Regions from separate parts of the Sus scrofa genome. Here region 2 is linked to region 1. Evidence: chromatin contacts called from public HiChIP or PLAC-seq data. All regions are on one chromosome and are shown on one strand. The core of a region is the stretch at or near the end of the contact, and the rest is flanking DNA. Distances in the headings are between cores, read along the strand shown. Region 1 has its middle 100 kb from the start of SPP2. Region 2 holds the start of ARL4C (ADP ribosylation factor like GTPase 4C).

What was found. HiChIP or PLAC-seq counts read pairs in DNA pulled down with a chosen protein or histone mark.
Region 2: a contact with region 1 is called in an H3K27ac HiChIP or PLAC-seq map of alveolar macrophages. The contact joins the promoter of ARL4C here to the enhancer-like site in region 1. A contact is called at or near these places in 5 of 47 Hi-C or Micro-C datasets (embryonic fibroblasts, epiblast stem cells, fibroblasts and 1 more) and 2 of 2 datasets of contacts at active chromatin or transcription factors (alveolar macrophages and skeletal muscle).

What each region holds. Positions count from the first base shown.
Region 1 is chr15:134,384,285-134,388,462 of Sscrofa11.1, reverse strand. No RefSeq gene overlaps it. Among named protein-coding and RNA genes, the nearest start is that of SPP2, 100 kb to the right of the region's middle. Within about 2 kb of position 2,247, at least 9 of the 83 cell types and tissues checked have an H3K27ac peak or open chromatin away from gene starts, as enhancers often do. A contact at or near this core is called in alveolar macrophages, where this site is marked.
Region 2 is chr15:134,620,463-134,624,640 of Sscrofa11.1, reverse strand. ARL4C (ADP ribosylation factor like GTPase 4C) reads left to right here and starts at 2,430. Exons shown (of 1, transcript NM_001244315.1): 1 at 2,430-4,178. The coding sequence starts at 2,650. The coding sequence ends at 3,228.

The sequences.
Region 1 (4,178 bases), core at 998-3,497:
TAGCCTGGGAACTTCCATAGGCCACAAGTTTGGCCTTAAAAAGAAAAAAAAAAAGAAATAGAGATTTTTTTTTTTTTCAGTGGATTTGCACTGGACAAATACAAGTTTCAACATGGTTGCAGCTAGATTGATATGCAATTTCTCCAGTTCAGCAAGGTAATACGCTGATGGTCCTCCGAGGGCACTACCGTAAAGAGCTGATCGACATTAACGATTTATCAATAAGCAAAGTTTCTTTTCCACACTGATTGCAACCTCTACACCATGGAATGATTTGCCTTTCCAGAGAAGGGGAAAAAATAGATCTACTGCTATATATAGAAAATTCATAATTAGTTGGGAAGAAAAGTTCACGCCAACTTTTAAAATATGCTTTAATTATAAAGGCATGGGCAAGCTATGTTAAAGAAAAATTGTTCATGGATTTTGTTAGAGAACAGTAAGGCAGGCTATTCAGGAGACAAGGAACAGGGTGGGGTCGGTGGGTGGAAAATTACTGAGAAAAATCACTAGAAGGAAGAGGGATTCTGGCTAAACTGACTTGACAAGATTTTTGCTGAAGGCAAGCCTGGGTGATAAGGGATCAGGGCTGGGGGGTGGAGGGTGCTGGGTGCTGAGGAATTTGACCAGATATCCTGGGTGATCAGACACCGAATTTAAAAAAAAAACACTTTCTTTTACTCTAATCACAGCACTTCTGTTGTTAACTGTGAGCGGCCCCCCACCCCCAATTCTCCAGATACCAACGGGGTGTCCTACAATTCAATTCTGACACAAATTGATGCCGGAAAGATCTTACCAAAATCCGGGTTCTTGTTCATGGGGTCGAAGCGTGAACTTTGCAAACACACAAGCAGCAAGCAAGCAACGTCTTTATTACAGGAAAGCAAACAGCTCCCAGGACAGACTGGGAGGGGGAAGAAGAGTCCCCCTCATGCCCCACCCCCGCCCCTTTGCCCTATAGGGGGTTTTATCCCTTAAAGATGGGGGGTACCAACATGGGCTCCACAAAGATGTGGTTTTCTCCCCTTCCCTTGCCCGGTTACCTCTATCCATCCTTGTCCAGTAGGGGTCTGATGGGTGGAAATGTGCCAGAAGTCTCATGGTGTCTTTGCCCTTCTCTTCCCATAAACTGAGTCACAGAGGGTTAGAGATAAATGTCCATCTAGGTGTAGGCACACCCCCTGTAGTACACAAGGTCTGTGGGGTGTTCTCCCTGGAGCCCTTAAGCCACAAATGTTAATCAGTAGCCCCATCAAAGAAGGCATGGAAGCCCACACTCCTACTGATGACCTGAGGGATTATTCTGCCTCACACCCACTGATATTTCATTCCAATCACACCTCTGGCCCCAGGACTTACTGAAGTTCAGACATTTTGTGTGTCTCAGCACAGAAGGAATTCAGTAAGAGGCAAAGTGATAGGCAATACTTAGCTTTATTGCGAGACATGGACAAAGCGCGAGAGCCTCCTGGAAGAAACACATTCCATATAAGCAAGGCAGTCTGTCTCAAAAGGTGAGAGAGCGAGAGCAGCCCTGAGATATCAGGGTGGTTAATTTGTGTGGGCTGGGTAATTTCATAAGCTAACGAGTGGGAGGATTACTCCAACTGTTTTGGAGAAGGGGTGGGGACTTCCAGGAATTGGCCCATGGTCCACTTTTTGGCCTTTTATGGCTGGCTTCAGAAGTGTCCTGGTTTTGGTGGGTGTGTCGTTAGCAGGCTAGTGGTTGCAGTGAGTGTATAGTGAAGCTCAAGATCCACTGGCAGTTGGATCTTCTGCCATCTTGGACCTAGTTGGTTCTACCAGGTTTGTCCTGTACTGAAGGACTACATCATTCTTTCAAAGGTTGTGCCCTGCTCCCTTTCCTCCTGTTTCACCAGCATCTCCATGGGCTCACCAACTGGAAGCTCTCCCAACCCCAATATATAGGGTATTATCTGGAAGCATGTTTGCGTAGATAACTGGCCATTCATGATTAACTCAACCTCTAGTCTCTCTTTCCTTGGAGTTGAGTTGGGGGTTGCTGAAAGCTCTAGTCCTCTAATCACTAGATTAGTTTCCCTGGAAACCAGCCCCCATGCTGAGGCTGTCCGGGAGCCCTCCCTAAAGCCCTGGTCATCTCATTTGGATATAAATAGACTCTTATCACTTGGGAGATTGGGTTTTAGACACTGAATGCCAGGAAACCAGGACAGAGGCCAAATGTATGCATCTTATTACATCACACCAAGGGTGGGGGCTTCTTGGTAAACTGACGCATCAAGATTCTTTCTAAAATTGGACTAACTAGGCCAAGGACAGAGGCCAAAGGCAAGGCCTGCTCAAAAACAGAACTCGGAAGAGCCTGATTAAAGGGTGTCTAAGGACAGACTCTGCCAGTTTTTAACTGATACTTGAGATATTGCTGAAAAAGAAAAGTTTATACAATGGGAGACTCTATGCATTCCACGAGAGAGGGGCAGTGGCAGGCCAGCTCCTGTCATCGTCCCTGGCACACAAGCAGCTGCTCAGTAAATATTTACTTAATAAATGGATGAATGCTACTTTTAAAAATTGGTGGTTATTTGTTGTATTTATTGGAAGGCATTTTTTTTTTTTTTGGCCATGCCCGCAGTACTCAGAATTTCCCAGGCTAGGAATCGAACCCAAGCCACAGCAGTGACAAAGCCAGATCGTAATTGCTAAGCCACTAGGGAACTCTTTTTTTTTTTTTTTTTAAGTTTAATTTATGTTGGCAGCAAATATTATGAATGCGGATTCACTATTTATACAATGGTTATTGTGAAAATTAATCACTTCACTAAAATGGAGTCAGGAGCCAGAAGGGAGGGGCTCTTACACATGCCACTCACATCAATATAGACCCCAACAGGAGGAATCCGATCCTTGCATTTCCAGTGGGAGGTGACATGTTTCTCTACCTTCAGCAGGATCCATCACTGCATCCCAGATATAGAAAACAGTGACTGGTACAGGGCTGGTGCCCCAAATCTTTAGTATATGAACTTATAAAAAGATCTGAGAAGATCCAAGCATGGGTGCAAGGAAATGGCACCTTCCCTACCAACAAGGTAATTTGGCAAAATTTTATTGCATGGGAGCTGCTGTCAGAGGAAGTCAGCCTGCTCCACCTCTAAAGCCCCATCCACAGCAACCTTCCCACCCCACACCCTGAAAACCACAGGACAGAAATTAAGAGAGGGCTCTGGGTGGTGCATTGCACCCTGGGAGATGTAATTCAAACAACAAAACACAGGACTCAACTCTGCACAGGGGGTTTGTTGCTTTTCCTGCATTCTGTTGTTTCTGAACACCAGAAACAGTGCTATTCTCATAAATAACTAACAGTTGGCTTTTTGAAATGGGAGAGAGAGAAAAAAATCCTGATTTGTAGCATTTCCCTATTCCTATGTGTAAAGACTCCCACTGGAGTCAATGTCAAGCTACTAACATGAATTCGCTGAATAGGAAGGAGTTGGGAAGATTTGTACACAACTGGGTCTCGTAAACCCATGCAGGCCACGTCCACACATTGCTGGAAAGGGAAGGGCATCCAGGGTCTCAGAGGCTCAGGATTCCACGTGGCTGAGATATCTGCAGTGAGTCTGACTCTCCTTCCAGACACATGGGCATGTTCAATAACTTTAGCGAGGTTCTGACTGAGCCCTCAACCTCCCTAGCTGGTGGAGGTGTTACCTTTGGTCCTGCTTGTGTCTTCCATTCTTCTCAGGGTGTTGTCAAGTGCGTTAGTGCCAAGGTGAAGCAGATGTCAGTGTGCCTCCCAACCCTGGCCAGGGAAAGCTTGTATAGACTCCTCCCCTTCTCTTGGTCCTCCCAGTGTACATAGACTCTTTAGCCGGTCTTGATGTCTCCTTGAATAACATCCATGCCCTTATGTTCTGGCACTAGCCAATGACAATGCGCTCCATGTGGTTTTGATGTGAGAATAGCTAAACAAAAAAGATTTTTCTTCTGCCTCTACAAAAAGTATAGATTCATAGAACAACATAATGGCCACTTGAAGTGCCAGAAACTAGAGCAGTGATTTTCTGCATCTTCAAAACGCATAATGATGGGCCTGTATCTTTGAATATTTTTCAGATGAGAACAGTCAACAAGCTACCAAGAAGCAGCTTTTCTGTGATGAGCATGCAATTCCTTTCTAAGTAGGGGAA
Region 2 (4,178 bases), core at 1,181-3,680, 240 kb before region 1:
AAATCATTGCAGATTACACTGACATATGTTATTTTTGCTTACTCACTCCCATTAGCCCTTTTGGGAACTGATGCCTGATTCTTCAGGAAGCACCCCTCCCCTGTGTTAGTCCCCGGGCCCCATCCACCCGTGTGTCCCACCTTTCTGTACAGGACTACCTGATGCAGGGCTGGGTCAGGCAGGCCAGAGGGATTCGCCCTTATTGGGAAAGAGATACACCTTTTTCCTTTTAGGATCTAAACGAAGGGTGTGAGCCCAGGGCTGCCAGTAGGAAAAGGGATCCATGCAGACGAAAACAGGAGATGGAAAGAGAGACCCGGTCTAAAGACTGTGTTTTTTGTAAGCCTCGGGCTCTCGCCTAGACAGGATCCTAATCAGGAACCTTTCTGTTACGTCGGGGAATAGATTTCCATTTTTGTCCAGTTCAGTGTGAGTTGAAGTTCCGTCTTTTCACAACTGAATTCGGGTTGCTTACAACTTCATTTCCCATTAACATAAAATAGTGTGGGCTGGAGCGTGGAGTGAGAAAGCGAGCGGGTGGGCTCTCAGCTCTTGGGCTTGGAGAAGGTGTTTCACCTTGGCAAAGTCAAGGGCCCGGGTCTCGGCTCCCTCATCCGGCAGCTTGTACGGAAGGACCCACCAGGACCTTTCCAGCCCTGGACCCCTTCTGGGGGGCAGCTGATGGCCATGGTGGCTGCCACCGTAGGAGTTCCCAAGAAGGAATGCTTGTCCTGCAATGCACACGTGGTCTTCTCACCGGGTTCAACACCCACAAAATCCCCTATTTCATCACACAAAGCACTTCTAGAAAGTTTGGGGTTTTATTCATAAGTAATTACCACTTCCATTTCCAGCCCCCTTTTCACTCTTTCCGTCTTGCTGCCTCCTAAGCTGGAGTTGGGATGAAGCCGTGTCCACTCTGCCTCTGCCGCCTCACCTGCTGAGCAGCCCTGCCCCAGGTCTGTGCGTACTGGAACGCGCCATCAGTTGGCTTGTCACCTGGAGAGGATGAACCTTTGTTACCTGTTTACAAACCAGAGTAAGACCACTGAATTGGAGAAGGGGAGGTGGAAACCAGGGACCCCACCCACACCAGTGTGTTACCTGCAGTGCCACCCACCCCAAACTACTGACATGTTTTGTTCCAGGCCCGTGTGTCTGGAGGGCCAGGTGCAGCAGGAGTGTTTCAACTGTGGGCAGGTGGTTCTCAGTTCTCAAAGTCGGGTGGTAGAGGGTGCTCTCCTGAGATGCACCCCTTGACCCGGGATGTCAGCAGAGTCGTGGAAACAAAAATAAGGCAGCCAGAAAGGGGCTCCCTGGGACTGGTGAGTTGTTCGTTGCCGGTGTTTTCTGGGGCAGGCAGGTCAGATGTGTCCGTCGCCGTCGCCAGGGAGGAAAGGCTAGGCCTCCAGGGTGCCCTGGGCACAGGCCTGGGCCCGAGTGCAGCAGTGACCCGGTGGAGCCTCCTTGGAGCTCCAGCAGGGAATCGAGCCAGGGCATCAGAGAGGGCCAGGGTCCAGGGCACCGCAAAGGGCGCGAGAGTGGAAACAAGCCCGAGCTGGCTCCCTGCGGCCAGGGCTGGCCTTTCCCCCCTCCTGGGAGTAGGGGGACCCGACCCACCTCCCTCACTCCCCAGCCAGGCACTCTCAGCCCCACCCCGGCTGCCCCCCAACTCCTCGGCTGAGCTGTCCCGGCCCGCTTCCCCTGGACTCCAGGTTGCGCCAAAGCCCGCAGAGCCCGGACCCCCGAACCCACTTCCCTAAGCCGGCTGCACCGCCCACGGCTACAGTCCCGCCAGCAGTCCGCCCGCCTGGGCTGGGGGGGCGGGAATTCCGGGAGCCGGGAGCTATTTTTACAAGATGCGTCAGCAGACCGGGGAGGAAGAGCGGGCTCTGGGGCCCATTGTCTGGGCGCGGCGCGGGAGGGGACTCCGAGGGCGATTCCGAAAGCGCGGAAGGCGGGAAAGCGGCCCGCCAGGCGGGGAGGTCCACGCCCGACCCCCGGCCGCGCGAGGGGCGGGGCGGGGGCGGGGCCGAGGGGCGGGGCGGGGGCGGGGCCCGCGAGGGGCGGAGCTGGGCGCCCTCCCGCCGCTGCAGGCTTGCGGCGGCGGCGGCGGCGGCGGCGGCGGCGGCGCGGGGACTGCGGGGACAGCAAGGCGGCCGCGCCGGCAGCTACGCCCGGGGAAGCCCGCGCCCCGCCTGCGCCTGTGAGGCGCGCCCGGGAGCGGGAGCGGCCCCGCGGCGCCGCCCAGGTCGAAGCGCTCGCCGGACGCCCGGAGCCCGGAGCCGGCAGCCGCGGAGATCCCCGGCAGCGGCCGGAGCGCGGGGGCGCGGCCGAAGGAAGCCGCAGAGCGAGCCGGGGCCGGGGGAGGGCGCTGGGCGCGAGCATCCCGTGCTGCGGGAGCGGAGGCGGCTTCGAGAAAGACAAAAGCCCGCCGAGAGACGCGATGCCCGGCGGGCCCGGGCGCGGGGACCGCGGCGTCTGAGCGCGCAGAGTCGTGCGCCCCGCGGACGCCGAGGCCAGGCGGGTGTCCGCGGCGGAGGGCGGCAGGAGGGGCCCAGGTGCGCCCGGCCGCGTCGGGCCCGTAACTACTCGGGGGGCGGCGCCCTCCCGCCGCAGCCGCAGTGGCCAGCGCCGCAGCGAGGAGCCATGGGCAACATCTCCTCCAACATCTCGGCTTTCCAGTCCCTGCACATCGTCATGCTGGGCTTGGACTCGGCCGGCAAGACCACTGTGCTCTACCGGCTCAAGTTCAACGAGTTCGTGAACACGGTGCCCACCATCGGCTTCAACACGGAGAAGATCAAGCTGAGCAACGGCACGGCCAAGGGCATCAGCTGCCACTTCTGGGACGTGGGCGGCCAGGAGAAGCTGCGGCCGCTGTGGAAGTCGTACAGCCGCTGCACGGACGGCATCATCTACGTGGTGGACTCGGTGGACGTGGACCGGCTGGAGGAAGCCAAGACGGAGCTGCACAAGGTGACCAAGTTCGCCGAGAACCAGGGCACGCCGCTGCTGGTCATCGCCAACAAGCAGGACCTGCCCAAGTCGCTGCCCGTGGCCGAGATCGAGAAGCAGCTGGCGCTGCACGAGCTCATCCCGGCCACCACCTACCACGTCCAGCCGGCGTGCGCCATCATTGGCGAGGGCCTCACCGAGGGCATGGACAAGCTCTATGAGATGATCCTGAAACGCAGGAAGTCCCTCAAGCAGAAGAAGAAGCGGTAATGCGCCCGGCAGCGTTCCCGGAGCGAGGGGGAAAGCGAGCGAGTGAGTCGGGAATGAATGAATGAAAGGCTGGATGGTTGAGCGAGAACCCGCGCGCCCGCGAACAAAGACAGCGAACCAAAGCGACGCTTCCAATTTTTAAAGCGGAATCTGTGCACCCAAATGCAGGACTAGTGACTTGGCCCGGGTATGTAGGCAGACTTGCCAACCTGCGCTCGACCTGCCCCCCACCCCCGGCTCGGGGGACCTTTTGTCTGAACGCCAGAGCTTCTGCTGGGGAGGGGGGCCCCTCTGGGGAGTGGACGTGCAGGTTTGGCCATCCGCCCTCCGGGCCCAGGTGGAAGGCTCAGATGGCAGAGACAAAAAGCGATTTCTTCCCACTCCAGCAGGGCCAGAAGTTCGGGCTACCCCGCCCTCACTGGGGATCGCACCTGTGAGTTACCAGAGGTATGCCGCTCCCATAACCCCGGGAATCCCATTTGGGGGCCTGGTGGCAGTGGGAGGTGCTGGGGGGACCGCCTGTCCTTGCAGTCATGGGCTGTGAAAGCTGGAGAATTTTCTGTCACAGGGGCAGGCCCCTGTGAAAATCCATTTGTCCTGCTCTGGGCCCCCAGTGAAGTGGTGGCTTGGGCCATCAGAGGACTGCCTGGAACAGGAGGGCAGCCGGAAGGCCCCCGGCGCTGCGCTGGCCTCGGCTGGGGAATGGCCTCGAAGAATGCCCCTTTCCTGGTGCTTTGTGGTAGCTACGGAAGACCAGTTTTGTTGAGAACTGCTTTTCAGCCTGGAATCAGACATCTTTCAGATGGTTTGGATCCTGTCCATGTTGTGTAGGTCATTATCACACAAAGAGACCAATAAAAATTTTAAAAACCAAAAAAAAAAAAACAAAAAACAAAAAACCTGTTGGAGGTGGCAAATGATGCATTTACCGTTTGCAGAATAGTTAAAGG